Regions from separate parts of the Mus musculus genome. Here region 1 is linked to region 2. A link is a contact called in public HiChIP or PLAC-seq data. All regions are on one chromosome and are shown on one strand. Each heading gives the region's core, a stretch centred on a gene start, on an enhancer-like site or on the middle of the called end of the contact. The rest is flanking DNA. Distances are from core to core; before and after follow the strand shown.

What was found. HiChIP or PLAC-seq counts read pairs in DNA pulled down with a chosen protein or histone mark.
Region 1: a FOXA1 HiChIP or PLAC-seq map of pancreatic cancer cells shows a contact between it and region 2. The contact joins the promoter of Ppdpf here to the promoter of Nkain4 in region 2. A contact is called at or near these places in 2 of 39 promoter capture datasets (neural stem cells and pre-B cells), 7 of 484 Hi-C or Micro-C datasets (CD4 T cells, CD8 T cells, embryonic stem cells and 3 more), 6 of 115 datasets of contacts at active chromatin or transcription factors (effector CD8 T cells, embryonic stem cells, extraembryonic endoderm stem cells and 3 more) and 3 of 9 other capture datasets (adipose tissue, macrophages and pancreatic islet).

The regions. Positions count from the first base shown.
Region 1 is chr2:181,185,969-181,188,668 of GRCm38.p6, reverse strand. Ppdpf (pancreatic progenitor cell differentiation and proliferation factor) reads right to left here and starts at 1,422. Exons shown (of 5, transcript NM_001356427.1): 1 at 1,215-1,422; 2 at 933-1,004; 3 at 783-860; 4 at 569-665; 5 at 165-487. The coding sequence starts at 987. The coding sequence ends at 370.
Region 2 is chr2:180,953,372-180,956,071 of GRCm38.p6, reverse strand. Nkain4 (Na+/K+ transporting ATPase interacting 4) reads left to right here and starts at 1,373. Exons shown (of 7, transcript NM_021426.4): 1 at 1,373-1,501. The coding sequence starts at 1,448.

The sequences.
Region 1 (2,700 bases), core at 173-2,672, 230 kb before region 2:
CTGGACTGTCTACCTGGGGCCAGGCCCACTTGAGAGGGTATCTCACCAGATGCAGGGGTATCACTGGGAAGGGTCTCAAGGAGCTGTCAGGAAAGCCTGGGAGCAGTATAGCATCCAGCAGGAAGCAAGGCTGGATTCAGTAATGTTTCAAACATACCAGGGGAGGGTGGCTGCTGTGAGTTTATTTTCTGCTTTGTGCCAAGACACAGTTATGGGGTCAGGAAAGTTCAGTGCTGTGAACCAAGAGGGGGCTCTCTCCAGCTTCTACTGGTTTCTCTTGTTCAGCCTTCCTAGTTTACAGGGAGGGTCGAGAGGGTAGGCACTGGCCTAGCACCACTTCAGCTTGGGCAGGCTGCAGATTCTGATAGGTCAGGAAAGGTCCCTGGGGTTGGTCTGGCCAGAATGGATGACTGGCTGCTGCTTCATGGTTTCAGGAGTCAGGCCACAGGTCATCGGGCTTCTGGAGACCTGGGGGGATTCTGCCGAGCTGTAAGGAGAGCATAGGTCACTGGGTCGGCATTTGCTTTAATTGGGGCCACCCCCACAACCACATGGAAGATGGACTCACCGCTCAGGAGACTCCAACACTGTAGTCATGAACGGGAGTGTGGATTTCCCGAAAAAGAAGCTGGCCCACCAGTGGCCCGGGTCGGCTTTGGGAAGACCTGAGGAGCAAAGGAGGGTCACGATGGGGTCAAGTCCTTCTCCACGCTACCCATCCCCCACCCCACTCCGCCTTAGGACGTGAACTCTGCCCTTCCGCTGGCTGGTTCTGCACTTACCCGGGGACTGGAGCACGGCGTCCCCAGGGTACTCGGCACTTCCGCCGGAGCTGCTGCTGGACGAGGAGCCCAGGCGTCCTGGGAAGGGGAGGCGGGTCAGCCACAGGGCCCTGGGCCAGCCCTGGGCGGGGCTGGCGAGGGGCTACTTACGCCGATAGTAGTCATGGGTAGCCACGAGCGAGCCGCTGGAAGGGATGGCTGCCATGCTTCAGGACCGAGGCGCTGCGGAGACGAGAGCAGAATGTGGGCCCTGGTCACCGCACACCGGAGGGTTCCCCGAGTCTCCCGGGTCCTGACAGTGCCAGGTTTCCAAGCGGCTCCAACCAGCCCGGTCCGGCTGCGTGGTGAGACAAAGGGGCTTTGTCTGCTCCTGGCCCCAAGAAGACGCGCCTCCCCCACCCCACCGCCGGCTGCCTTCGTCACTGCCCTCACCTCGGCGGAGAACCCCTTCCTTGCAGGCTTCGTTTTTAGGCCACCAGGGCGCTAGGCCGCGGAGCCCATTTGCAAAGATAACCCACGAAACACCACTTTAGGACCCACGCGCGCTATGCGCACGCGCGTACTTAGTAGCTTTCCTGCACCGCAAAAGACGCACCACTGGGAGGCGGGGCGCGCGTCAAAGCCCCTCCCGCTTCACAGCGGGCCCACCCATGAGACTTTTGAGCTCCCCTGATAGACCAGAAGTAGCACGAAGTGGTCCCGCCCTTCCCTATTAGACTCCACCCCGAGCGGAGCAAGAATCCACCCTACCTTCTGCAATGCTAGGTTCTGCAAAGTTCCACATTGGCCCTAACCTCCTTGATCAAACATCTGTGGTTTCGCTCCAGTCGAAACCAGCTCTGCTGCTTTTTTCCTGCCTGGTTCGGACTCGAACCCGGATAGAAGAGGTTAAAGAATCTCATGTGCCCCTCAGTCTGTGCCACCCTCTCGGATGTGGTCTCATGTAGTACAGCCTGTTTGGTGTTCTTGTTCCCTTTACTTGGGGCTGCCCGCTGCTTTCGCTGGTCCCCGCAGGCTTTATTTTCCACGTACCTCACTCCGACCCTTGACTGAGTGGATCTGTTTAACATAAGTAAGCACAAGCTGTTGCCGCGCACCTCCCTACCATCGCAATCTCTGTTTTCTGGGCTCACTGGATGGTGCCTGGAGCCCCCAAGCGGTCCTGTAGGGAATAGCCTGCCCTTGGTAAGCTGAGGAGCTGTCTGTCTTTCAAGTCCTGACTCGCATTGTTGTTCATCATTCCCAACCTGTGTTCTGTTTGGAGAGGAGTGATGGAAGACAGACGAAGCCTTGGGGTCAGAGAGAGCTCTAACAGAGACAGTCTCTAGTAGCTTCCATTGTTGGTCGGAGACTCATGTTTGGGGGGAATCAAGTTAGGGCTGGCCAGCATGCCCTGCCCACCCTTCCCTTCCTCAGCAGCCTGTGTTCTGTCAGACCGAGAGGATCATGAGCCAGCTTCGTGCAGCATGCTTCTCCTATAACCAAAGATGCTGGACTTCATTGGAGGCTCAGGGAGAACCGACTAGGCTGAGGCTAGTAGGATCCCAGGAGGAGGCTCTTGTGTCGCCGAAGTCTCAAGGCTGCTTGGCTGGGACCCTTTGCTTGGATTTGTTGAGACCTACTCTGTGCAAGCATTGATCCAGGCTCGGGAAAACCAGACAAGAAATGGTCCAGTAGGGGTGCTGGTTTAGAGATCATAAAGGAGATGGGTAAGGTGTAATGAAAAAGAGGTGGGGGCAGTTGACATGACAGCAGTACAAGTGAGTAAGGCCACTGATAAGGACCGTCCTGGTGACACCAGGAGGGTGAGACTTCTGTCTTCATAGTGTTATGTACTTCAGATTCTATGACTTACCCTGAACTGTCCTGGTCAAGTACATGGGCATCTCCAGTGGTTATTAGCTATTTCCTGTAGTGA
Region 2 (2,700 bases), core at 124-2,623:
GACATGCACCTCCACCAGCTCGGATTAAGGATCTTGGCTGGCTTCCTCCCCAAGGCTGAAGGCCTTGACTTGCTTGCTATTAAATGGGCTGGTACAATTGGACCCTGCCAATGCTGCTTGTGACTGTCCACCAAGATGAGATAAGGGAAATTTGGTAATTCATAAAATAGTACGAGTGATTCAGGAATTAAGTAACCACAGGAAGTCACAGATCACTTCTCCATGAGAAGCCAGTGGTGGAGGAGTTCTCAGTGCACAATGGTTGTCACACAGAGGAAGGCTATCTATAGATACTCTGAGCATCCCCATGAAACTGGGTGACGCTGGCTTTGCTTCTCTGTCCCTGAGCTGCTCAAATCAAGGGCAAAGCTACCTAGACTCAGTTTCCCCCAGAAGCCTGTGGCCAAACCACCTTGTGTGAACTGGTTCTCCTGTCTACCTCCTTCTGCTGCTAGCACAAGATTCCTGCCCCAGGGACAGGCCTTTTATCGTTATTCACTAGGACCTGCACTACAGCCCAATGCTTCCCTCTGACCATGCTATCCATTCCTGCCTGGATATGAGGCTCCTCTACAACCTAGCTAAATCCCATGTTCAAGCCTCCGGGAAGCAGGGTGTTCTGTGTACTATTAGAGTGCCTAGTGATGTTCCTAAGTAGACCTGGACCCACACCTTCTGGACAAGAGAAGTACTTACTGGTGAGCCCATCATTCCTCCTGCTCCTGAGTCCTTGCTCTCAATACACACAAAGAGCTCCGGACCAGGTCGGGGCTTCTAGAAGATGAGGCGTCTTAAAGACTTTCACACTGAAAACACCTCTTTTCATGGGGTACCTCTGAACCTTCACAAGAAAGAAGTTTGAACTCAACAGAGCAGAAGTGTATGTCCCACCAGAGGGTTCGGATCAGGGACAGAAGCCAGGCCGAGAGCTATCTGGGGTAGACACAGTTGCTAATTATTCTTTTATGAGCATTCTGGGACAGACTCATTGACAGATCAAGTCTGTCCTGTGGCCACTATTCAGCCCTGCGCTGCTCTATACTGCCAGAGAGTCCTGTCATCGCCGCTTTAAGAAGGGTCCCGCGCCTCCTCTCCGGACCGTTTGAAGCCCCTAAGGGCTGCAAGGACTAGGGGTATCTAAGCGTGGAGACAGACGCAGCGCAGCTGTTATCCAGAGCAGGAGAGATGGGGGTGGGCGGAGTCTAAAGAGCCTGTGGGCAGGGGCAGGATCTAAGAGGAGGGGCAGACGGGGCTGGGGTCTGCTAGGTTTACCCGAGGCAAGATCCCGTTGGGGCGGGATCTGCAAGCTGGAAGGAGGCGGTGTTTTCAGGGCAATGCGGGGCGGAGGAATGGGGGTTGGGGGTGGGGAGGCTGGACAGAAGGTTTCATACGCGGAGGATTCCAGCCCACTCTGGCAGCAAAGGCTCCCACGGGCGAAGTGAATACCATGGGCTTTTGCTCCGGCCGCTGCACGCTTCTTGCGCTCTGCGCTCTGCAGCTGGTGAGTCCGGGTGTCCTGCGTGGCTTTCCGGACCCGCACCAGCCTCGGGTGGTTCCTGGGATGACGGCTTGCACTTGGCTGTGGTTGCTGCAGCCGATTTGTGGCGTGCAAGGGGAGCTGTCACGGTGCGCTGTTTGCTTGGGGAGTAGCGTCCCTGCTGGCGGGGACAGGTGCTGAGGAGCGCCTGCCCCCCCAACCCCCCCCCAACCCCCGACAGCTAGGAACAAAAGCCTTCGGGAGGGCTGCTTCGGGAGTCTGGTCCAGAGTGCCTAATCAGGGGGAGAATGTTGCTCTTGATGCCCAGGCGCCCCAAGGCGCCTGTGGCCGGGAGAAGCAAGCACGGGTGTCTTACTACCGGCGGCACAAGGGACTGAGCCTACAGCAAAGTTCGGTGTCTGAGTGTGGACATTAGAATCAGGTGTGCTGGAGAGTGTGATCACTTGACGTGCCCAGCTTGTGCGCAGGCACAGACTACCTTGGAGTCTCCCAATCTTCCTGGACCTGTAGAGGGATAGGGCTCTCAGGCCCAGATGCTTAGGGTTGAGCCCAGGTCCACTAGCAGAAAAGCCTTGTCAGAGAACTTGAATGACACTGAACAACTTTGCAGCTCTCCCTGAGCTTGGAGCCTGGAATAAGGGTTCTGGGGTTGAAGAGGCTAAAACAAAGGTCGCTGGGGAAACTCCTTTGCTAAATGCTAATGAGTCCTAAGTATCTGGTCTTAAAAAGGAAATGTAGCTTTGTTGTTTCTGGGCTGGGTGTGGGCCTGAACCCTGCTAGACTGGGTAGCCGGAGGTCCCTGAGGAAGAAGTTATTTTAAAGACACTTTAAGGCATTTGGTGTTTTGTCCTCCCAGCAACACAGGGAGTGTTTTGTACCTCCAGGGACTGCCAGGCATAATGTGGGATTACAGGGAGGTCCATGGTCCAAGTTTTTACTGGTTTGCAGGTTTCTACAGGGCAAGTCCGATTTGCTGCCTCCAGCCTTGGAGCAGTGTTGAGCGTTGTCTTTCTGTGAAGGGGTCCCTCAAAGGGAAGATGGAGAGAAGTCCTGCAGGATGACCTGCAGGTAAAGGACAGGAATAAGTGCGCTGACTCGGGTTTAGAGCCTGCTCAAAGTGGGAGTCAAGAAACAGAGTCGCTTTGTGGGAGGGGGAGACCGGTTTCCTTGCCCTGGATTTGGTGACAATGTTCTCTGATGTG